5 separate regions of the Mus musculus genome follow, and all the other regions are linked to region 1. The links are chromatin contacts, called in public HiCAR-type and promoter capture Hi-C maps. All regions are on one chromosome and are shown on one strand. Each heading gives the region's core, a stretch centred on a gene start, on an enhancer-like site or on the middle of the called end of the contact. The rest is flanking DNA. Distances are from core to core; before and after follow the strand shown.

The links. Promoter capture Hi-C pulls out the DNA fragments that hold promoters and counts their contacts. HiCAR-type assays count read pairs that join an accessible place to other places. Capture Hi-C pulls out chosen DNA fragments and counts their contacts.
Region 2: a HiCAR-type map of astrocytes shows a contact between it and region 1, with 7 times the contacts expected there. The contact joins the promoter of Mettl16 here to the promoter of Zzef1 in region 1. A contact is called at or near these places in 2 of 39 promoter capture datasets (hippocampal neurons and liver), 1 of 115 datasets of contacts at active chromatin or transcription factors (astrocytes) and 1 of 9 other capture datasets (embryonic stem cells).
Region 3: a promoter capture Hi-C map of liver shows a contact between it and region 1, with 2.3 times the contacts expected there. The contact joins the promoter of Nup88 here to the promoter of Zzef1 in region 1. A contact is called at or near these places in 1 of 115 datasets of contacts at active chromatin or transcription factors (astrocytes) and 2 of 9 other capture datasets (adipose tissue and liver).
Region 4: a promoter capture Hi-C map of embryonic stem cells shows a contact between it and region 1, with 4 times the contacts expected there. The contact joins the promoter of Rap1gap2 here to the promoter of Zzef1 in region 1. A contact is called at or near these places in 4 of 39 promoter capture datasets (cranial neural crest, embryonic stem cells, frontonasal cranial neural crest and 1 more).
Region 5: a contact with region 1 is called in a HiCAR-type map of astrocytes, with 6 times the contacts expected there. The contact joins the promoter of Dhx33 here to the promoter of Zzef1 in region 1. A contact is called at or near these places in 4 of 39 promoter capture datasets (cranial neural crest, hippocampal neurons, liver and 1 more), 2 of 484 Hi-C or Micro-C datasets (CD4 T cells and muscle stem cells), 1 of 115 datasets of contacts at active chromatin or transcription factors (astrocytes) and 1 of 9 other capture datasets (adipose tissue).

Annotation. Positions count from the first base shown.
Region 1 is chr11:72,794,799-72,797,601 of GRCm38.p6, forward strand. Zzef1 (zinc finger, ZZ-type with EF hand domain 1) reads left to right here and starts at 1,428. Exons shown (of 55, transcript NM_001045536.2): 1 at 1,428-1,852. The coding sequence starts at 1,499. It overlaps Cyb5d2 (cytochrome b5 domain containing 2), which reads right to left and starts at 1,041. Exons shown (of 4, transcript NM_001024926.3): 1 at 715-1,041. The coding sequence starts at 964.
Region 2 is chr11:74,769,397-74,772,199 of GRCm38.p6, forward strand. It overlaps Mettl16 (methyltransferase like 16), which reads left to right and starts at 1,467. Exons shown (of 10, transcript NM_026197.3): 1 at 1,467-1,588.
Region 3 is chr11:70,968,537-70,971,339 of GRCm38.p6, forward strand. It overlaps Nup88 (nucleoporin 88), which reads right to left and starts at 1,437. Exons shown (of 17, transcript NM_172394.3): 1 at 1,113-1,437. The coding sequence starts at 1,415. It overlaps Rpain (RPA interacting protein), which reads left to right and starts at 1,663. Exons shown (of 7, transcript NM_027186.3): 1 at 1,663-2,051. The coding sequence starts at 1,971.
Region 4 is chr11:74,588,786-74,591,588 of GRCm38.p6, forward strand. Rap1gap2 (RAP1 GTPase activating protein 2) reads right to left here and starts at 1,401. Exons shown (of 25, transcript NM_001015046.3): 1 at 1,175-1,401.
Region 5 is chr11:71,003,053-71,005,855 of GRCm38.p6, forward strand. Dhx33 (DEAH (Asp-Glu-Ala-His) box polypeptide 33) reads right to left here and starts at 1,380. Exons shown (of 12, transcript NM_178367.4): 1 at 1,065-1,380. The coding sequence starts at 1,326.

The DNA of each region.
Region 1 (2,803 bases), core at 178-2,677:
TTTTAGTCAAATTACATTTTCCGATCCCCTCCGTTGTTAAGGGGTAACGGGAGCACAGCAGAATGGAGTTAATTTGATAAATGTTCTTAGGAAGGCTAATATACCAAATTTTGTCAGAAGTTTTGTTTCGTGTTGTTTTAGAGCCAGCCTGGCCACAAATTCCTGGCTCAATGGATCTTTGTAGCTCAAGAGATCCTCCTGTCTCAGCCACTCCAGTTAAAACACCACTTCTGGTTTATTGTAGGTATTTTAATACTACAAAAGATACTTGCTTTCCTGTGCTCTAACTTCATTCCCCGCTTGATTCTCATTTTTTTTTTTTAAAGAAAAGCAGACAAGTGCATCTACTAGAATTAAAAAAGACTCAAATATTATATTAGGGGAAACGGAGGCGGGCGGAGGAAAGGTTATTTCGGGTCAGTCTAAAGAGCCTGAAAGCACGGTAGCTCTAGAGACCAGGTAGACTTCTGAGTGTAACCACTACCTAACAAGACACATCTTTCTCCGAATCAGTCACACAGTGCAGCAGACAGAGTCGGAGGGTACATAACTAGCACAGTTGCGTCCAAGCTGCAAACCAGGACCGTGTCCTTCCCACCGCAGCAGTCTGAGGAATGTGGGATGACGAGGCGCGGAGGAATAAATTACTGGACGAACGCAAGCCGTGGCTACGAGCCCACGCAGGAGGAAAAGGTGTGAGAGCCTCGCCGATACCTGCGAAGCCGCTATAGTGCGCCCCAGGCTCGTAGTGCCTCCTGCCAGAGGACACGTCGTAGACGCGGCCGAGCAGTGCCAAGTACAGGCCCGGGTCCCCTGGGCCGCCGCGATAGCGGGCTAGCTCCTCGGGAAGGAAGAGGCGAATACCAGGGCGGGGACCCCACCAGTCCATCAACCACACGGCCATGACAGCCACCGCCGCCACGGCCAGGCTCAGCACCACACCAAGCCCGCATATCCTCAGCATCTATACAGCAACACACCAGACACGCTTCGGAGGTAGCCACCTCTTAAGCCACCACTAAGACAGCAGAGACGCCGGCCGTGACGTCGGCAGCGCGACACTGACAGACTTCACAGCAAAGTTGACTCTTTTGCCCCCGACTCTTTCTTCTTTTCTTGTCCAGCCTAGATTCTGAACGTGAAGCGTGGAGCAGAAAAGGGGAACAGTACAGAGAAAAAACAAACAAACAAACAAACAAACAAAAAGTCCTGGCTTACAGTTTATCCGCCCTCAACAAAGATGGCGGCAGAGGCGGCTAGACGGATACGTTAACGGGTGGGTTCCCGGGCTTCATTAAGCTGTCGTGAGCAAATGGAATCCGCTTGACGGCTCCGTTGCGACATCAGGCCTCGCTCGACAGCCAGGAAGCCGGAAGTCACTGCCGCCGCTGTGGTCTCCACCCCGTCCCCGCCCGCCAGGAGCTGTCGGAGGTTGACAGGTCGTGGCTGGGAGGCGGCGGCGGCGGCGACACCTCCGAGCACCCAAGACGGAGACCCCATGGGGAACGCTCCGAGTAACAGCAGCGAAGACGAAGCGGCGGCCGCAGGGGGTGAGGGCTGGAGCCCACATCAAGATTGGGCTGCCGACTCTGGCACGACCCCCGGCCCCGGCCCTGCGGCCGCGGTGCTGCCTTCCGCCGCTGCACTCCTGGAACCCGCTCGGCTGCGAGAGGCAGCGGCTGCGTTGCGGCCCGCACCTCCCTGCGAATCCCTGGTGTCGAGGCACCACGGCGCGCTCTTGCGCTGGCTGGAAGAGCGGCTGGGCCGCGGTGAAGAGTCCGTCACCCTGGAGCAGTTCCGGGAGTTGCTGGAGGCTCGCGGCGCTGGATGTTCGGGCGAGCAGTTCGAGGAGGTCAGGGCTGGCTGGCTGGCTGGCTGGCGACAGCGGTGCGGGAGCAGGGTGGTCGCCAATAAGGTCCTGAAGAGGTGGGCGGTTGCTTTGCGGAGGCCAGCCAGGAAGCCATAGGGTCCTCGGGTTCTTAGAATGGAAGTATGGCGTTGTCCGAACTCTTTCGGAGTGCATCACTACGGAATTTTGCTACGTCTCTCGCCTTTACTAGAGGTGTGGAAAGTCCAGGCTACATTAGCTTTGTTCCGAAGAGAGGAGCAAGCCAAAAAAAAGTCTCTGCATGTGGTAGGCAGACATTTGTGCAGTTGACAGGCTTAGTTGCTTGCTGGACCTTATCAGAGTAAGACAATTACGAGAAAGGATGTGCAAAGATCAAGGGAGTGGCCATGAAAACCATTCTGTTTTACTGGCCTGTGCAGGAATCTTGTAGAGAACCATCTGAGTCTAATGTGGAAGGAGGGTAACATTACACTGAAAAGACTCATTCTGCAAGCCGTTCATGACTATAAAATACTAGGTTTTGTTTGGTTGGTTGTTTTTTGTTTGTTTGTTTTTTTTTAACAAGTATACACTGGATTTTAAATCATTGAAGAACTTGTTCCAGGCTCATTTGAAACCTTATCAAACCTAAAGTTGATAGGGAAGCGTTAGTTTTCTTGTACTTATGAAATTTCTCCTCATATCTCTACTGAACATTTTGGTTTATGGTTTGGAAAAAACTGACCCAGAGTTAGCCTATAAATCATTTCACTAGCAAAGTTGAGAGTATCTCACAAACCTCTTGATTCCCACCCCATTCCCTTAGGTCCCTATTATCCTGCTCCCTGAAGTCTTATTAATTCCACAATGTTAGGACAAAAGGTTTTTAATGAGTAAGCCATGTAAAATTGTCAGTCATTGATTGGTTAGTGTGTAAAGCAAGAAACCCACAGTCACTTGTAACATAATTTAAAA
Region 2 (2,803 bases), core at 217-2,716, 2.0 Mb after region 1:
TGTGGTGTTAGTTTACACAGGCCTTTGCATTCTACCACTGATCTAGTGGTACACTGCCGCTTTGGCTTTTTGAGCAAGGTCTCATGTAGACCAGGGTGGCCTGGAACTTGATAGACAGTATAGGATGAACTCATACTCCAGCTTCAATATCCCAAATGCTTGGATTTACAGGCCTATAACACCATACTTAGGGTTAAATGAAGGAAAAATTGGGGGTAGGGCAATTGGGGGGGTATTAGCATAGCTAATAAAGTAGCCAAGGTCAGTGTGGTCTTGGTCCTGTTCTGCTTGGTCTGCAAGGTGGAGGGAAGCAACTGGGCTCCCTGAAGACAACTGTTCCTTCTGCAGCACATAGCTTCGTCTATGCAGGTAATTGCCCTCAGTGAGTACAGAGGAGGCATTCCCGTCCTTTGAGGCCTAGCATTGCTCTATAAAAGTATTTCTTGATCAGTCCTACTGTTCCAGGAATTCCAGGTGACTGACACAGACAATCTGAAAACACCCTTTGGCCAATCTGGAACAGAACATCGTACAAAACTGACAACGAAATGCCTATTGGTGGGGAGGCAGAGGCATTTCTGAGTTCAGATTTCTGAGTTCAAGGCCAGCCTGGTCTACAAAGTGAGTGCCAGGACAGCCAGGGCTACACAGAGAAACCCTGTCTCGAGCAAACAAACAAACAAACAAACGCACGCCAGGATTTTATCCTTTTGCTTCGTGAGTCCAGATTCAATGCTTTTTTTAGCCAAATCAGTTTCTTTAAAAAAAAAAAATAGAATTTAAAAAGAGGTTTACCTTTATGTGTATGGCTGTTTGCCTCCATGTTTGTGCACCACGTGCACGTGTGCCTTCCAGAGGGCACTTAGGGACTAGAGTTACAGCTGGTTTCGAGTCACCATATTGGGGCTGGGACTCGAACCTGGGTCTTTTGTTAGGGTAGCCATTTCCCCGTCCCCTATCCCACCCAAAACAGTTTCTAAGTACCAGTTATTTACCCATCTCACAGGTTTATCTGTAACTACTGTGTCATCACACAGATTTGCTGTGCACTTAAGTGTTAATTGCCATCAAACCCATCTAGCCTTCCTATTTCCTGTCCAAGACTAGATTTAGTACTATTTAGTAAGGCTGGGGAGAGCTGAAGAAAGCTACATTCAAAACAAAGGAAAACAAACGTTTACAACTTGGTGGGGTAGCCCATCCCTGTAATCCCAGCACCCAGAAAGGCCAGGGGAGGAGGGTAGTTCCAAGTTCCTGGCCGGGCTCCATCACATAGCTGCATGCCAGCGGACTAGTGAGGTCTTCTCCATCCGCTAACCTAAGAAGACTCCCGGCCGACCACACCCCCAAACCTGGGTGAAAACTCACCGCCGTCTCCAAGTATCGCGATAGTTCCTTCTTTCTTTAGGCTAAGTCAAAAGTCTCGCGAGAGTAGTCTGTCCAGTCACGGCGCGGATTGGCTGCGCAAGATGGCGGCGCGCTTGGAGCGTAGCATCTGCGTTTCCAGGAGCTTGGCTGTGTGAGTGGTGTGGGCTTGGTGATTGCGGGCCTGTCCGCACTCCGTCCGCCTGCTCCATTGGCCTGCGAGGTGCGTGGTTCAAAAATCTCTTATCCGGTTGCGCACAAGGATCGCCTAAGAAGCGGCTCACCTGCTTTTCTCCTCCGGTTCTCGGATCCTTGGGGGCTTACCGCTGGGTCAGAAGCCGGGGACCCGGGCGGGTGTGCGCGAAGGCCGGCGGTAGGTGGGAGGAGCTGGAGGAGAGATGGCCTCGTCCCTCGCCTAGGCCAATGCTTAGAGAGCGCTGAAACCCAGGGGAAGAAGGTGTGGATGAGCCGGGGAAGTGGCGGAGGAGAAGTCAAGTTTGTGAGGTGGGGGCGTGAAGAGAAAACGGAAGTGTTGGGGTCTAGGTGGGAGACATCTGTTGAGTTTTCTGTTCCTCCTAAAAACTTAAAAAAAACAAACCCACAAAACAGTTTGTAGGTGTAGGTGTTTTGCCAGCCTGGACGTCTGTGCAGCACGTGCACAGTGCAGGCAGAGGCCAGAAGAGGGTTGTGTCATGGCACTAGGTGAGCAGCCATACGGGTGCTGGGAATCGAGCCCTGGTCCTTTGGAAGACCAGCTGGTGCTCTTGAACGCTGGTCTGTCTCTATTGCCTCCATAGTTTGACATCATAAAAGCCAAATTTAGAGTATCCTATAAGCTTCAGTTTTAGAAGAAATGATGTGTGAAGAGATAAAGGCCAAGAGAAACCCAGGAAACATGAAGTTTTAAAGAGGAAAGAAGGCTGGCCTAGAGGTCTTTTGGGTTTTGGACTCGCTCCGATGAGCCTTTTTTTGTTATTGTTGAGACTCAACTGGGCTGCCCATTCAGAAAGAGAATGCTGTGTGTGTCTCACACAGATGGAAAGTATTTCATAGTTATTTCCTTTATTTTCTTTGGTGTTGATGACTGAGCCCAGGCCTTGCACGTGCTAGACACATGCTCTGTCACTCGGAGCTAGATCTCCTGGTGACTTCATATTCTTCCCAGTCAACCAACAGTTGAGTGCCTCCCCTTACAGGCCCTATTTTGAGTATTGGGGTACAGCAGGGAACAAATATGTTCCCTCATGAAGTTTACTGGTAGGGAAGGTTTTTTTTTTAATTAAAGCAAATGTGTGGGGAATGCCAAGTGAGTAAATTTCAAAGACAGAAGGTGGGCGGGAGGCTGGAGAGATGGCTCAGTGGTTAAGAGCACTGACTCTTCTTCCTGAGGTCCTGAGTTCAATTCCCAGCACCCACATGGTGGCTCATGACCATCTGT
Region 3 (2,803 bases), core at 187-2,686, 1.8 Mb before region 1:
GGAACAAAGGCATGTTTTCTGTAGTTCCACACCACAGCTCTGGGTAATACCACAGGTCTTAAACATTCTAAACTTTCCCTGACATAACCCAGTAGGCGCTACTTGAGATTTTTCTTCTGTGTTCCTGGCCTCAAGCAGACTCTTGATACCCAGTAAATACATAAACTCGGAAGTATCAACAGATTACCATCTTATAACTGTACTGTAGAGAAAGGAAGAGCTTCAGGCCAAGTGTAAAGGTTCACGCCTTTATTCCCAGCACCAGATAAGGTGCAGGTGGCTCTGTTTGAGCTCCAGGTCACCCAAGGTCACAGGTAAGGCCCTAGATTACCTTCAAGCGCCTTGCAGCAAGCAGTACTGCTTCATCTACGTGGACTTAATATAAAAGAGTGATAGTTTAAGGGAGTTTCAATAATTTGTCATAGCATCATATAGCCTCAAAAATACTCTCACCCTGGTACTTCCTATTTCTTTTCTCATGACCATTTTAGATTTCTAATTTCTTTTTATTATTCGTAAATAATGATGAGACCATCAATATATTATTTACCTTAGTATGGAGAATTATACTAAGCCAAAAATCCTTTTAAATAAGGATTTCTTTTGAATATAATAATATTTCTAATTGCTTTTAAATCTGTAGGCCCATGTCTTTAAATGCCTGTTGTAGAACTGGGCAGTGGCAGCACATGGCTTAATCCTAGCTCTGATCAGGATCCTCCAGATCTCTGTTAATGAGGTCAGCCTGCTCTACAGAGTGCGTTCCAGAACAACCAGGGCTGTTAACCCTGTCTCAACAAACCCCTCCACCCCCACCGAAGCAAATCACAGATATTACGGAGCTTGTGCATGCTCTAGGTTTATGTCAGGTGCTGGACACACACACAGGCCTAGCCTCTGTTTTGGTGTTTATAAATGACTTAGACCCGTAATCTCAACACTCAGAGACTGGGGCAGGAGTTCCTGGCTAGCCTGGGCTACATAGTGATTCCAGACCAGATTGAGCTACAAAGCGGGGTCATTCCACTCGAAGTGGGGCGTTCCCAAAAGACGCCAGCCCAGGTCCGCCAACGAACCAAAAGGCTGATTGCTTTCACGATGGACCGGCGCACCTGATACTGGGAGAGAGGAGGCTCCACGCCACCACCGCTGGGGCCTCGAAGGCGAACCACCAAGAAGGCGCTGCCTTCTGCGTCCCACAGAAACAGTTCCCCTCCGAGGCCGAAGACCAGGTTTCTCGTCGGCAAATGCGGCGGCAGAGACGGGCACGAGGGTGAAGTCGAAGCCGCTGGCTTCTCCGCTTCGGCTGGACTCTGGTTTCTTACGCCCTCGCGGAGCCGCAAGAACACGACGTGGTTAGGAAGCCAGCTCTGCCACAGCTCCCCATCGCCCAAGGGCCCCACGGCAGCCGCCATCTTGAACTAACAGCTCAGGATTGAGGGGCGGGAGGAAACGAAGCCCGCTGCTGTGCGTAGCCAATCCGCGGCCAGCACTTCACAGCTTCAGCCTATCAAAGTGTAGGAATCTCGAGAAGTTGGCCCAATAAGAAAGAATCGCTAGAGGATAGACAGGGCCGCGGGTTGAAGCCAAGGTGGGCGGGGCGGGGCGGGGCGGAGTGGAGTGTAAGGATCGCTTTGGGGCTGCTGCTGGGCCAGTGAGGGGGTAGCGTTAAGGATGAGAGATGTGTGTCTGATTGTCTACTGGACAACTTCCTCTGGGTAAACCCAGAACTTTCTCTCAAGATTCACCTCCCTCAGCCCGGGTGGTGTTTACTTCTCAACTGTCACTGCTTCATCTATCCTCGGATTCCCCTAAATCTGTCACTGTGAGGGGATAGAAACTAGATACAATTCCAAGAAAGCCCGGCGGCCTGAAGTACAGACAGACTGCGCCGAGACTACAACTTCCAGAATCCTTTGCGCGCGGCTAAGGGGCGGTGATTTGGGCGCTGTTTCCCGCTAAGGGAGGAGATGGCAGAGTCCTCGGGGTCTCCGCACCGCTTGTTGTACAAGCAGGTGGGCTCGCCCCACTGGAAAGAAACTTTCAGGCAGGTGAGTGTGAAGTTTGGGTTGTCATCACTTCCCTAATCTTCCCAAGGACCTCTGTCCTCGGTGTGCTCGCTTCAGCACTGGTTGTGGAGCAGGTGCCCGGTGTGCCTGGCCAGCGAGGTGGATCTCTTGCTATAGGATTGGGTCCCGGCCGCCGCCCGGGCTGTTGGCCGGCGTAGGTGTTATGCTATCCTAGGATTCGACTTTGTTTCATATTTTAAGAGTCATGACAGCAGTAGCAACACCACCACCTAACGTTCGGTTACAGAGGGAAGCACTCCGTATGTATACGTCACGTGAGATAGAAGTTATTTCTCTCCTGAAGAACATCAGACACGGTTAGGAGAGTTGAACTTAAGCTCCGCCTTCTTCCGAACTCAAGTAGTTCCTTCTAAGAAGCAGCTTATCTCCCTGTTCAGCAGTCTCAAAAGGGTGGGTGTATTCCAGAAGAACCACCCAGAAAAACAATCTTCATGCTGAACATGTTGTGTGGAGTAGTGTTTCTCAACAGTGAGTGCTGACGTTTCGAAGGAGAACGTTCTATTATGGGAGGTGGTTCTGTACAATGTAGAACACTTAGATGCAGCAGCCTTGGTCTCTCCACCTACTAAATGGCACCAGTCAGTAGCAGTTCTTCAAGCAGAGCTGTGACAACCACTTGGGAACAAAAACTGTCCCGAGTTGGGGGTGGAGAGATGGCTCAAGAGTCCTTATGTTTCAGTAGCAGACCCGATGGCTGTAACTCCAGTTCCAAG
Region 4 (2,803 bases), core at 151-2,650, 1.8 Mb after region 1:
ACATCCAGCAGTTACCCACCCTTAGTGCTGGGCAGCCCAGAACCCTTGCTTAGAGGTAGGTGATGCACAACCTCTCCCAAGTCCTGAGGGAAATCACTGCCCAAGACCTCACAGGCCCTGAGTCACTCCCAGCCTCCAGGTAGCTGTGCAAGCTTTTCTGTTTATTCTTCGCCCACAGCAGGAGGAGCAGAGGGGATGAGAGCTTTCTTCACCAAGGGAAACTGAGACCTATGAGGCTCAAAGGATAGCATGCCCTGATACAGGTCCAGGACAATTCTAGTAATACCTTTAGAGGCGACCCTGATGGGAGCCATTCAGAGGCTGATCCATGAATTTCGAGCACAAACCCTGGTAACATGTAAATGCCCTTCAGATTCAGTAAGGGTGAAAGAAAGCTACAGCGGAAAGCAGTGTGCCCCTTACCAGCTCCCAAGTCAGACATAACAAGTATAGGCAAAACCAAAGTGCAATCTATAGAGTCCCTCTGTCCTGTAAACAGGACCCCCACCCTTGACTGTCACTGCCACACCCACCCAAGGCCTCTAGAAATGAGCATCAGGCTGCAAAGCTGGCCTTGCCCCGCAGGTCCATGAAAGTCTCTGGACCGATTACTCCAATTCTACTGCCTCTCCCTGGAACAGGCACAAGCTGGCTTGGGGACAGACAGGCTGGGGCTTCTGATCTTGCCAATAAAAACAAGTCCTCCCTCCCCAACCTAGCAGCCTAGCTTCAGCATCCTCTTGGGGTTCCTGGCTTCTTTCCTTTACTGCCACCTGTAAACACCCACGTCTGACCTCCATCTCGGTCAGCGTCTTTCACCAGACTCCAACAGGGAGCTGACCAACATCACATGCACACACACGCGCGCGCGAGCCCGCGCACACACACACACACACACACACACACACACACACACACGCCCCTCTTCATGGTGTGTATGCTGTGTCGCATCCGCGCACCCGGCAGGGATTTCTGTGGACTGTCACCCTACCTCCCAGTGAGCCCAACTGCTTGGTGCGATGGGCGCGCGGAGCTCACCGGGGCCATCAGTGCTTTGCCAACACACACATCCACTCTCACAGCATCCTCTCCAATTCCACGCTCAGTCACACCCAGGACTCGCGTCCAGATGCACGCCGGCTGTGAAATTACAACCTAGCCCAGAGCCACTGACCTTCCCACACTCCCGACGTGGACAGAATGTCAATAGTCAGTCCTGCCGGCTCACCCAACGCGCGCGCTGGTCGGCGCGGCGCCCACAGCTCTCCATCAGGACCGAGCCCCCTCCTCCTCAACGCGGGGTTCCCTCGCAGCCCGCCCAGCCGCGTGCACCGTCACCGCGGCGCGCACACGCGCACACCGGCCGGCACAAAGCTGCGCCCTGCCACCCGCCGGCGGCCGCTCGCACACCTGGCGGGCGCGCCCCCGGCCTACGGAGCGCGCACACGCAGTCTCTGCCCTAGTCCGCTAGATCCCGCACTCCCGTCCCTCGGGGCTTTTCGGAGCTGGGTCCCAGCGGCGCCCACCGCGCAGCAGCGGGAGACCGGGCTGGGTTTGGGATACGGCGGTACTAATCGTCGAACGCCCTGAGGGATGCTCGTGTCCGCGCTGTCAGGGTATTGCCCCGGGGCGGCTCCTCCTGAACAAAGGCGCAGGGTGGGGCAGGTCCTGGGGATCCCAGAGAATGAAGGGAGAAGCCCACCTGCCCGCAAAGGTTCCTGAATCATAGGGCGCACGACACTGGGGGACTGAGAAGCTGAAAGATTCCTGGATTCCTGGTGGGACTCTCCTGAAAGTGTGCTATTGGAACTTGGAAGTAGGAGATCAGGGACTGCCGAAAACCCTGACGCTGACCCCTGACTGGGACGCGACAACCTACAGCTTTGATTCATTCCCTCCGAAGACTCCATCCCATCTTCCACCAAACCAAAGATGCTCCTGAACTTGAAGATGTTGAGGGACCGATGTTCCAGACATTCTCCGTAACCCCCACAGCAGGCAGCCTCTGATGCGCCTCCATTAATGGGAAGCTCATTCCCTGGAGGCAGCACTCCGGCAGCTTAAGCCCGAAAACATCTTTTATTTGCACGGAAATCTTCCTCAGTCCTAACCGTTGGACATAGCTCATTCTGTTCTGGCCACGATGTTCTGCGTCTAGAACATACCTCACACTTACTGTTTTCTTTGCAGAGATATAGTCTTACATCGGTGTCCTGCGCTCCCCTCCCCTAGCTAACGCTCTCATCACCACGGTCTCTGTATGGCTGCCCCTTTGTGTGGTCCAAGACCTCTTTCCATGCAAGTCACTTATCTGCGTGCCCTATTTTAGACTTCTGAGCAATCTTATCGGCTTGACAAACTATCTCCATGTTTGCATACTGATGGTTGGCCTTTCACACTCCAGTGTGTGTCCTATGTCAGGCAGAACCCTTGCCTGGACCACTCTAACCCCAGAACCTGGCCCAGAGCACAGTCACAATGCTCAGTGTTAGAAGGAAGTAAGGAAGGCAGGGACGGTGGACAGACCACAGTCTGGATCCTGAAATGCTAAGTACCGGGCATTGGAGGTTCTGGCTTGGGATCCAGTAGGGGAAAGGAGCTGTCAAGTGCCCACGGAACCAACAGACAGACAGCTTTACAATAGAGAGAACATCTCCTTCCCTTTGGATCCTATCCTGAGCACTTGAACCCCAAGATTCCAGGGCTGGTCAGCAGAGACAGTTCAGGAAGTCCAAGCTAACCCTAACCACCTGAGTTTGATGCTCAGGACACACGTGGTGCAAGGAGAGAATTGAGTCCTGAA
Region 5 (2,803 bases), core at 130-2,629, 1.8 Mb before region 1:
AAACAGAGGGACAAAATTCACCTGGGCATCAGCTTTACAGTCCATCTTGTTCCTGTTTTTGCAGCCTGTCTTCCGTCTCCATCTCCCCAAAAGCCTACTTGAGGCTCTGGAACTTTTGTTTTCCTCAGAACTCTTGGATCTTCTCAAATGTGACTTCAAAAGAGACAGCCTTTCTCCTGTGCCAGGTGGGCTCTCCATAACTCCTGATGCCCGGCACTGCGCCCCCATCTCTGAAATTTCCTAAACTTTGATCCATTAGTTCTATCTATCTTCAGTGTCCTCTCTGCTCAGTTCGCCAAAATCTGTGACTATTTACAAGTGCCTCAGCTTCCCTTGGTTGGCCAAAGCAGAAACCTGTTTCCACTGCCTTCATTCTTTCACCTCCTAATTACTCCTCAGTCCAACGCCAGATCTGTTCTTAAAGTTATTTTGAAAAAATTCTTAGTGGGAGTTGCAATCAATACTACATATCCAACGTGCACTCCCACGCCCCACCATGTCTACATATTGTTATGGAACTTCCCTCCTTAGCACTCTATTCCACTGACTGCCAGTACTCCAGTCTCTTTCTCGCTTATGACATTCCTTCGGGAACTCCTCTATCGTCAATACTGTAGCAAAGCCACTAGAAGTCAGTCCCTGCCTTCGAACACTGCCAAGTTCTTCTCGTACACAAGAAATTGGTTCTCGCCAACTGAATTCTTTCTGGCGCCAGTCTCTCCGTCCTCGCTTAGAATGCCGGTCCCCAGGGACCCGCTCCGCAGCTGCCTCCTCAAAAGCCTTGGTGAGGCCCATCCTGCAAAGCTCTCTGAGAGCCTCCGATATGCTCCCCACGCCTCGTCACGGAAGGCGAATATCCTCAAACTCACAGAGCGCGGTCAGCGCCGGCAGGGTAACTCTGTCCGCCTCTTTCCAGAGGTCCCTGTCCACACCGGGCACTGAAACCCTTTCAAGTTTGTGGAAGAAACCAACGCAAAGAAAGTGAGAAGCCCCTAAGAAACCCCGCCCTCGTGCACAGAGCCAGGGATCTAGAGCAAGGAAGATCCACCAAAGCCGCCACTCACCGATGAGGACCGCGTTGTCCAGGTTTCGGAGCTGAGCCAATAGCTGCCCCCGCGCCCGGAAGATGGGCAGACTCCGGCGCTGCAGCTCCAGGGCCTCGCGGTAGGGACTGGCCGAAGGCTGGGCCAGCGGCGGCGTCTGCCTCCGGCCTCCTCCAGCTCCGCCGCCGCCGCCAGCCGTCAACAGCATCACTACTCGTCTCCCGGGAGGGCAGGAGCCCGGCCGGAATCTCTTAGCGGGCGGGAGGCTCGCCTCCTCCGGCATGTCGGGAGGACCGCGGCCGGAGGCAGGGACGCAGACAGTTCCGCTCGGCTGGGGACAGCAAGCGCGCACCGCCCCTTTCTCGCCACGTGCAGGCGTGCTGGGCGACCACCGATGACCTCACAGCCGCCTCCTGCCTTGAGGAAAGGAACTGCAATTCCCAGCATGCGCTGTGCATTTACATCCTGTGAGAGCAAGGTCGGAGGTGCGACCGAAAAAACGGCCCGAGTAACAACAGGGGACGATAGCTGTGTGGTTCCCTAGGGTCTTGTTGCGTAATGACGTTGTCCTAAACTCTCATTTCTATCCAATAAAAATGACTGTCCCATCTCGGGCTCCAACAATAGTCACGTTTTAAGGCAATTACTTATTTCTGTAAATCTAACGAGGAACACAAACATTTACTCTTCTAAACAATGTACGTTTTAAGGTACCCACTGGTAGCTCCGATTTATAAATGTAGAAAGTGAAATTTTCTGAGACTAAAGTCATTTCGGATGCTGCAAAGAATTTTGAAAATGCTACTAGTGAGTATCTTCAGTTACGGAAAGGTGAATTCTATGATTCTGATATCATGTAATTTCCCCACAAAGTGATAGGCTCAAAAAATACAAGCAGAAATAAAAAAGAAAATGAGTGGAACTAAAATTGCCTTAACTCACCTCCCAGTCATTCCTACTAGATTTTCAATCTTTACACAGCTTTTCAGCCCTATTGTATACACCTTAATCAGTGCGAGTATTCACTACTCCTGCAGAAAACTTGTACATAACCAGTTCTTCCTTCCTGTTCAATTACAAGCTCTTAGATGCTTTGCTAATTCAACACAGAAAGACAGGCACAGAGTGAATGGGTGGTTACCTTTGCTTTTTCATCTTTGGAGGGTGTGGGCGTTTTGTTTGGGAGTATGTTCCTGCACTACTTGCTTGCAATGCTCACATGGAGGTCAGAAGAGGGTGTTGGATTCCCTGGAATTGGAGTTACAGCCAGTTGAGCCTCCATGTGTTTGGAACCCGTAGGGTTCTCAGTGCCCTCGCTGTCCCCGATTGTGTTTCTTTTTTTTTTTTTTTTAAAGATTTATTTATTTATTTATTATATGTAAGTACACTGTAGCTGTCCTCAGACACTCCAGAAGAGGGAGTCAGATCTTATTGGTTGGATGGTTGTGAGCCACCATGTGGTTGCTGGGATTTGAACTTCCAACCTTTGGAAGAGCAGTCGGGTGCTCTTACCCACTGAGCCATCTCACCAGCCCCCGGATTGTGTTTCTTATACAGAATGTGGCGTTCTATAATTCTCAACTCATGTGAAGGCTATCCATCAAATTTGGTATGCAGACCTGTTTTTTTTTTGTTTGTTTTGTAAAAAAAAAAAAAAAAAAAAACCCAGATGTGAATCTGTCTGTTGTGGAATCCGGTATGGCCTGTGGCTTTGGTCCTGTTGAGATGCTTTAAAGCCTTTTAAAGAATATCTGGGTCCC